2 separate regions of the Drosophila melanogaster genome follow, and region 1 is linked to region 2. A link is a contact called in public Hi-C data. All regions are on one chromosome and are shown on one strand. The core of a region is the stretch at or near the end of the contact, and the rest is flanking DNA. Distances in the headings are between cores, read along the strand shown. Region 1 holds the start of CG41099. Region 2 holds the start of Alg-2 (Apoptosis-linked gene-2).

What was found. A called contact is a pair of places that touch in the nucleus more often than the background predicts.
Region 1: a Hi-C map of the OSC cell line shows a contact between it and region 2, with 5 times the contacts expected there. A contact is called at or near these places in 19 of 107 Hi-C or Micro-C datasets (the Clone 8 cell line, the Kc167 cell line, the ML-DmBG3-c2 cell line and 9 more) and 3 of 7 datasets of targeted methods (the Kc167 cell line and the S2 cell line).

The regions. Positions count from the first base shown.
Region 1 is chr3R:3,844,362-3,848,119 of dm6, reverse strand. CG41099 reads right to left here and starts at 1,391. Exons shown (of 7, transcript NM_001110981.2): 1 at 1,226-1,391. The coding sequence starts at 1,229.
Region 2 is chr3R:3,620,894-3,624,627 of dm6, reverse strand. It overlaps Alg-2 (Apoptosis-linked gene-2), which reads right to left and starts at 1,485. Exons shown (of 3, transcript NM_001110989.3): 1 at 1,353-1,485; 2 at 923-1,298. The coding sequence starts at 1,411.

The sequences.
Region 1 (3,758 bases), core at 142-2,641, 220 kb before region 2:
CGTTTCGTTTATTTTCAATTATATTTTCATTTTCTCCATTATTTTAGCTTAACAGCATTAAACAGGTACATATGTAAATAGATGCTTATATTTATTATGTATTTTTATATTTATATTTTTATGTTGTTATTATTAATTATCATTGTCATGCAGATGTTTATTTATACCCTGGTATACCCTGGTAATATATTAACACGGCTACTGATACTGAAATTTGTACACTTGTGATTAAATAAAAAAAATGAAATATTTATTAAACCGGGATTTTGTTATATTTTTTGGGAACACTTCCCTTTCTTTGAAAGAAATATTATATCTACATAGATAATATATGGAATACATCTAGAAGACTGGGAAGAATACATCTAGAAGAAGGGATTGCTTACTGAAGCATTTCTGGGAATTAGTTAGTTAGAGTAGATTAGAGTCTCCATGTCCGTCAAAAAAGGTATGAAGGTAGAAATTGTAGGCCTTTTTAATTGATAAGTGAATGGATTACGCTTTCAAAAAGGTATTTTAGTTCCATTTAAACTCTAATATGTATAGGGAGTATGCTTAAACGACAACTAAGTCTTCGCACTATCTAACATCCATGTGGCATCCACCTCCATTTGCCAAAAATATTTTGACGTGCACCAATGTTTATACTAACGATGTCATTATTATAACTTCTAATATCAAACCAAAAACCTTTAAACAAGGTGAGATGAAAGTGTGCACTTTTTGTAAGCTTCCAGATAAAGTAGTAACTATTTCTATGACAAACTTTCTATTGTAATCGATGAGCATTTCATTTGGCTCTTAAAAAGGCACCTACACAGTTGAACACGTGAAATACGGACATATAATAGACCATGGTCAATATATGAGACCATATCTCAACAACAAGGCCTGCAGTTTATTATCTTTTCGGCAATAAATTTACGTAGAGATCATGCGAGAAAAAATCGGTGAGCGTCGGCCATTTAGCTGACTTCGGCTCATCCAAACTCATTATCCGCTCAGGGATGAGCGGACATTATGAAAATGAATCATATAATTGGTAGGCAAAGAGTCGTACTGAATTATTAGTTTTTATTTAAAGATTAAAGGACACGCTTCTCCCAAATACATCGCTCGTATGTGAATGCATATGCTGTCTAGGATGGAAGGCAAATAAAAATATATGTACATATGTATTTTCGCAACAATTGTGGCCGAACAGATACCTGTTTTCATAACATACCCATCAGATATGTGGGCACAAATTATTATAAAATACGAGTTTCTTCACGAAATGCACCCGCTGCTCTTAGTATTGATTTAATCGCAGCTGTATGTTCGGTCTTGAGTTGGTTCCGAATGTAGTGTGGTATAGCTCACTGTTATAAGACCCGATAATTACAACTGTTAGTATCAGCCCTGTCCATACTATGAATTTATCCAGTCCAAAGCGTTCTGACACAAATCATTTTTTTTTTTGAACGTACTACCGTCCTCGAAATCTAAGATATGTAACGTTTAACGAAATAGATTGATGATGGAAGGCAAGCGCACCTGTATTGGCGGGTGCACGCTTTAAAATCCGGCATATTTCCCATATTTCAGTTTTTTTCAGTGTTGTTCTTTTTCACTATATTCTTGTTTCATAAATTATTATTTTTTCAAATCAGTATCCTTCATCAAAAAAATATAAAAACGTAAGACAGTCGGTCTCGAGTAAATTCGGTTAGATTTTACTTAATATTTTATTGTTAACTTCCGCAATGTTATTTAAGTCCAATAAATTGTTCATTAGAATTTTTTAAATCATATGGAAACCCAAGTTCTAAAATAAATTTAAAATATTAAACGTGTTTAACTGTAACTGTAACTGAATTCAAATTATGTATACTTGCTGCACACAGGCAAAGAGTGATCGCCGATTAGTAGCGAAAACACTCAAAAAGGAATTAACCGTTGCTCGCAGGCAACTTGAGTGTTTGAGTACACAAGTTTCTTATATACATACATCGTTGTTCATTATACATATATGTTCATTATATATTCAACATAAAAAAATTGTAATTTACTTTTGTTTATTAAGCTTCCATGATATTCCCCGGTGTATAATTGGAAAATAAATTTTTTTTGCTTAACTTCTCTTCGTAATTTCCCTCAGTGTGTTGTGTGTGTTATATCCAATTTACATCTTATATGTTAATAAAATTCACTCAAATTTTTAATCCTCGGCAAACGATCGATTTCCCGGCGCATATGAGCTGAAATAAAAGCGTGGCATTTTACACGAATACTTTGAAAATGTACGAACACACAGATACTCTTACTCCAATTTCGAATCAAACGACTTTAAACAGACTTTTTATTTCAAATTTAACGCGAAAATTTAGACGCGCACTCTCTGAAAATGTATCCATCTTGGAAAAAATATTAGATTAGGTTAGCTTATAAAAAATATTTAATAATTAAAAAAATTCAATTTATATAAAATTAAATAAAAACACAAAAGTGATGTAAACTATTGCTTCTTCTTGGGTACATATTTTTATAACTTGTTGTAAAGCCTTATAAAATTTAATTTAAAAATAACTTCATATTCTCATTTTACAAGAAAACGAACTTTTCACAACTTGACTCCACGACGATTTGATTAGAAAAGAAATAAAACGGAAACTCTAGCCGGGTCTAGGCCATCAGAGGAAATCACGTTCAGCTGAGAGTCGCTCTATTTATAATTATCCCAAAACTTTCCGGGTGCAGCTGATAAAGAGTTGCACCTCGTCTTGTTATTCACTGCATTTAATATGACCCTAAATTAGAATCCCAAAGCTAAGCACAAGCTTCCTGTAGTTTGTCAATCCGGAGCTTTCAGAGTGATCTAACATAATAGTTTTAGTCGCTTTTAAAGATTTGATTTGTATGTTGTACTAGAAAAATTCATATTTCACTTAACCTTACTTGGTCCAGTCGTCCAAGTCGGGTATCCCCTCTATTGTTATCTGTTCATGCTAATAAGAGATACACTACCAAATGTTAAATTACGCAAACATTTCATATTAGTGAATTTGTTGGGTTGTTGTAAGGCGACCTTGAAGTTCTAAAAAGGCTGTATAGCAGTAAATCTGCGATTTCTCGGTTCACAAACTCAGATGCACCCATGGGATGCGGGTATAGCTTGGAGTATACTGTCTTATCATCGCTTGTTCGAATCGTGGCAATAACAAAAGTGTTAAATGGCAGTGTCTCGTTAGAGGCCGAAAATGACTTAGATCTGTTTGTAATCATGTTTTAAAATTTACATATTTTTTTTTACAGATTCTTGCTCGGCAATGTCATTTACGTTAGTGAAAGTTACTTTACTTCATAATTTCTGGCCTTATGGCTCAGTAATTGTATCAATCAAATAAGCAAGGTTTTATTTTGAGCAACCGTAAGCTTTCTGATCTTGGACAGAACGGAAGTACAAAAACATTTCAAAGCACATGTCTACCCTAGCTCCAATGCATGCAGCCATGAATCAACGTTCCATGCACCGCATTGCGTCACTCCGGATTACCGCTGTTAGATGTTTTCAGAGCGGAGCGCTGAACTCATTTTGGGCGTGTCAGCATTGTTTGTGTTAAGCTACTTAGGTGCTAGGTTTATGTAAAATTTCTTATTCGCTAAAGCAAATACATCGAGTGCCCTTTTTAATTATTAATGGGGGATTCTCCGTAATGCCAAAAAAAGGATGAATGAACCAATCAGACTAACGTTAAGGATCACTCCACGAACCAATG
Region 2 (3,734 bases), core at 236-2,735:
TTAATCTCAACCTTCTAGCTTTAATAGATTCTGACATATAGATTTACACTCGGCTGTTGATCCTGATCAAGAATATATGCTTATTTTTGCCTGTTACAGACTTTTAATCTAGTATAACCTTTTGATTTGTGGGATTAAAACGTTCTAAAGAAAATATGCCCTGCGTAAGCATTGCTAGAATCACTAGTTACTCTACGAGTAACGGGTATAACAAATTAGAATGCTATGGTAAATTACCTTGCCTATCATAGCTTAAAAGATGTGTATTTAGATATTGATAGAAATAAGTAAAGTTGTGGACGCTTTAGCCGCTTTGTGGGATTGCTAGAATCACTAGTTCACAACGTTTATACTAGTGTTTCTGATCAGGGATATACACACTTTATAGGGTCGAAACCGCTTCCACTACATACTTCTCAACGAACGAACGGGTATACTACCCGTTTACGAGTAAAAGGTATAAAAAGGATGGCATAGAGGGAAATGCGCCAACAACGGGAAACGACAACAACTTATATATGAATATAATCAATAATAGGAAATATAGACATAAGCACTCTCAGCTAAACTTTACACATCCTTAGCGAGCATAACAATGGGAAAAGCATTGCTATAATATCTCCAACTTCTCCAACTTGCACACCCCCAATCGAAGTAATGGGTATCTGATGATTAGCATACCTCCCGTGCACTCCCACTACCTGAGTAACTGGTAGTAAAGAACTCGACTATAGCGTTCTGACATATTTATAAGTGGTGAGCGTTTGTTTGCAAAGACATTAGAAAAAACCCGAAACGCCATACAATTTTTTCGTGCTGGCTTCAAAGCTATCTCAAAAATTTTTTCATAAGCCAGACAGCGAAAATCTCTAGAGCCAACAGCTACCTTGTACTCATATATTGCAATAACAGTCATACTTACATACAGCACAATACAACATTGAATAAAATCATCGAAAAGAATTGTACCACGCCCAAAGCGGTCAAATTTTCGTAGTAAGACGTCGATTAGGTGGTCAGATAAACGATAACCAAATGATGTCAGTGCTGTTTTCAGCTCAGTTTTGTCAATATTTCCAGAATTGTCACGATCAAAGGATCGAAAACAATTTTGCCAATCCGTCACATACTTCCACAACGCTCCAAAATCTTTAAAGGACACAGTCCCTTTATTTTCACGATCAAACATTCCAATCATCAAACGGATAGTCTCCGGATTAAATGCAGACCAGGTACCATTCGAAAGGGCCACTTGTAGCTCATCTGCGGATATATGACCACTCCTATCTTTATCCACTCTAAAAAAAAGTCGCTTTATCGCTAGTTAGAAGTATTTATTCTGTGACTGTTACCTTTGAAAAACATCCCAAAGAAATTGCTGGTCTGGCATACCATCATGATTGTAGGCCATTGGTGGATACAATTGGTTTGTTACAGTGCAAACTTTGCAGAATAAAACTGTTATCGTTTATTTGAGGACATACAATTTTTGATTAATATCAATGTGCAATAATTTGACAATTTTAATTATACCATATTCCAACAGACCTAAATGTTTCATTATAGACTATTCGCACAGACAACAGTTGAGAGATTTAATTCTAATATATGATATAGATTATTTATATCGCCATTAGTAAGCTAGCTCAACAAGTTTTGACATAGTTTTAAGATTTAAGATATGTAATTAAAAGGAAATAGGTCTGTTAAAAAATCGCTTTTCCGTAACCAATTTTTAAAATTGACTAATGGATTAGCTAACGGAAAATCCCTCTTCTGTTTTAGGAGAGTAAATATATAGATATAGAATAAAACACCTAAACGCATATATAACGAAACTTTTTTCCCTAACCTTCAGCTATTTATATGGCACAACTAAACTGCAGATTAACCACCCACAGGTAGACCTTTAAGAATGCTACAGAAAACACTTTCGCTTCAATTTCGCTACAGCACGAAAACACTCTCTTTGACTCTTTGATCAAAGTCAAAAACACATACAAAATTTTTTTTTACAAAATTTAAAATTATTCTTTTTAAGTGATTAAAATAGCCGTATTAATAATTACATATGTAAGCATAATCATTATGGCCCAGTGCCCAATCCAATACAATTTGTGCACCTGCAGTGACACTATTTAGTAAGAATTTAGAATAATATTATATAAAAACACGAAACCAGAGTAGAATTTTTGGAGTATCAGATACCCGATACTCATCTAGGGGGAGAGAGCTGTAGAAATTTAAAAATATTTGTTTCTTTGTTAAGCTTTAATATATTAAACTATTTATTAAATTTTTAGGTGACGATTTATTTTGCCATTTCATTAGAAACTGGTAAAGCAAAAAATGAAATTTAAAATCATAGTTCAAAAAATTTTTTAAATGGAGGAATAAAAATTTTGTACGTTTGTGTCAAACCCAAACTAAGGCAGACGAAGCGTGTCAGGTAATTGAGCCAATTGGAACATTATCATCGGGGATATAACATTGTTCCAAAGTGTGGGCATGACTGGCTGGTCGACTTTTGGGCGATAGAGTGAGCGTGGCAAAAAGTTTTTTGGCAAATCGATACAAATTTACAGGATGGCATTGCCGGCCGTCCTAACACAAGTAACAGCCAACGATTACCAGCTATCTCTGGAGTACGAACATGACGTGAGTTTAAAGAACTTGGAAAAGATGGCCGAGGTCATTCCTAACGGAGGCAGAATTGGCTCTGCTCACCTTTTCTCTCTTGTGTTTCCTGTGGAGGAAACCAGGCAATATCACCGTGATCTCGCATCCGCCCGTTGCCTCCGGACAGACCAAGGCTACTTAACCTGTGGGACGCAGGTCTTAAAGGGGGAGGAGTTAAAACGCAGCACTTTCTTCTCGGGGTAAGCGGGGCAGTTCCTACCCCACCACCATCGCAGCGTCAGCATCTGGCTCGCTGGCACCACTGCAGCGGCGGTCATTGTTCTGTAAGCGGTTCAGTTCGTACCCCACCTTCATCGCAGCGTCGAAGCCGACAACATTAGCGTCCGGTTGATTGAATTTTTCTATCCTAAGTGTATTGAAATAAATTGATTATTATATATGGAATATATTACGAATTGTTATAGATCATCTGGATCATCATCACCTTTTTTAGGATTTCAGAATGATTTCGCTATGGGAATTTATTGTTTTCTTTTGAATTATTAATTTGAATAATAATGATAGAAATTGTCTTTTTGTATAATTCTAATTGATTATAGGATTCTTAGCTATGTGTGAATGAAGTAAATCTTCGCTGTTGACTGTCTGTCATGCAATTGTTATTCTCCTAATATTTCTTTCAAAGCTTAAACTGTACTGCCTGTCCGTTTATATTCCATATGCCTAAATCTACATTTTGTTTAACAATTATATTACAGGAAGTGCACTTAAAACTTGTTTCGCGTAGTGTGTTATATGAAATAGGAGGATCACACGGAAATCCCAGTGATCTAGTGAACACAGGTCTGGGAGTTCTCATGGGCAACCAATGGCCCTATAATGAACACTCATTAGAAACGGGCAAAAAATGAAATTTAAAATCATAATTTAGTAGTCTTATGACGAAGAATTGGCCAAATTTTGTTAAACTGCCTTGCCAAAAATTAATAAATTATGTAAATAAAGCACAGAATATAACAAAAAAAAAAAAACATTAAACGTGTTGTTTGAACACAACAAAACAATCGTACTCTCTGAGGGAGTTTAAGAGATAA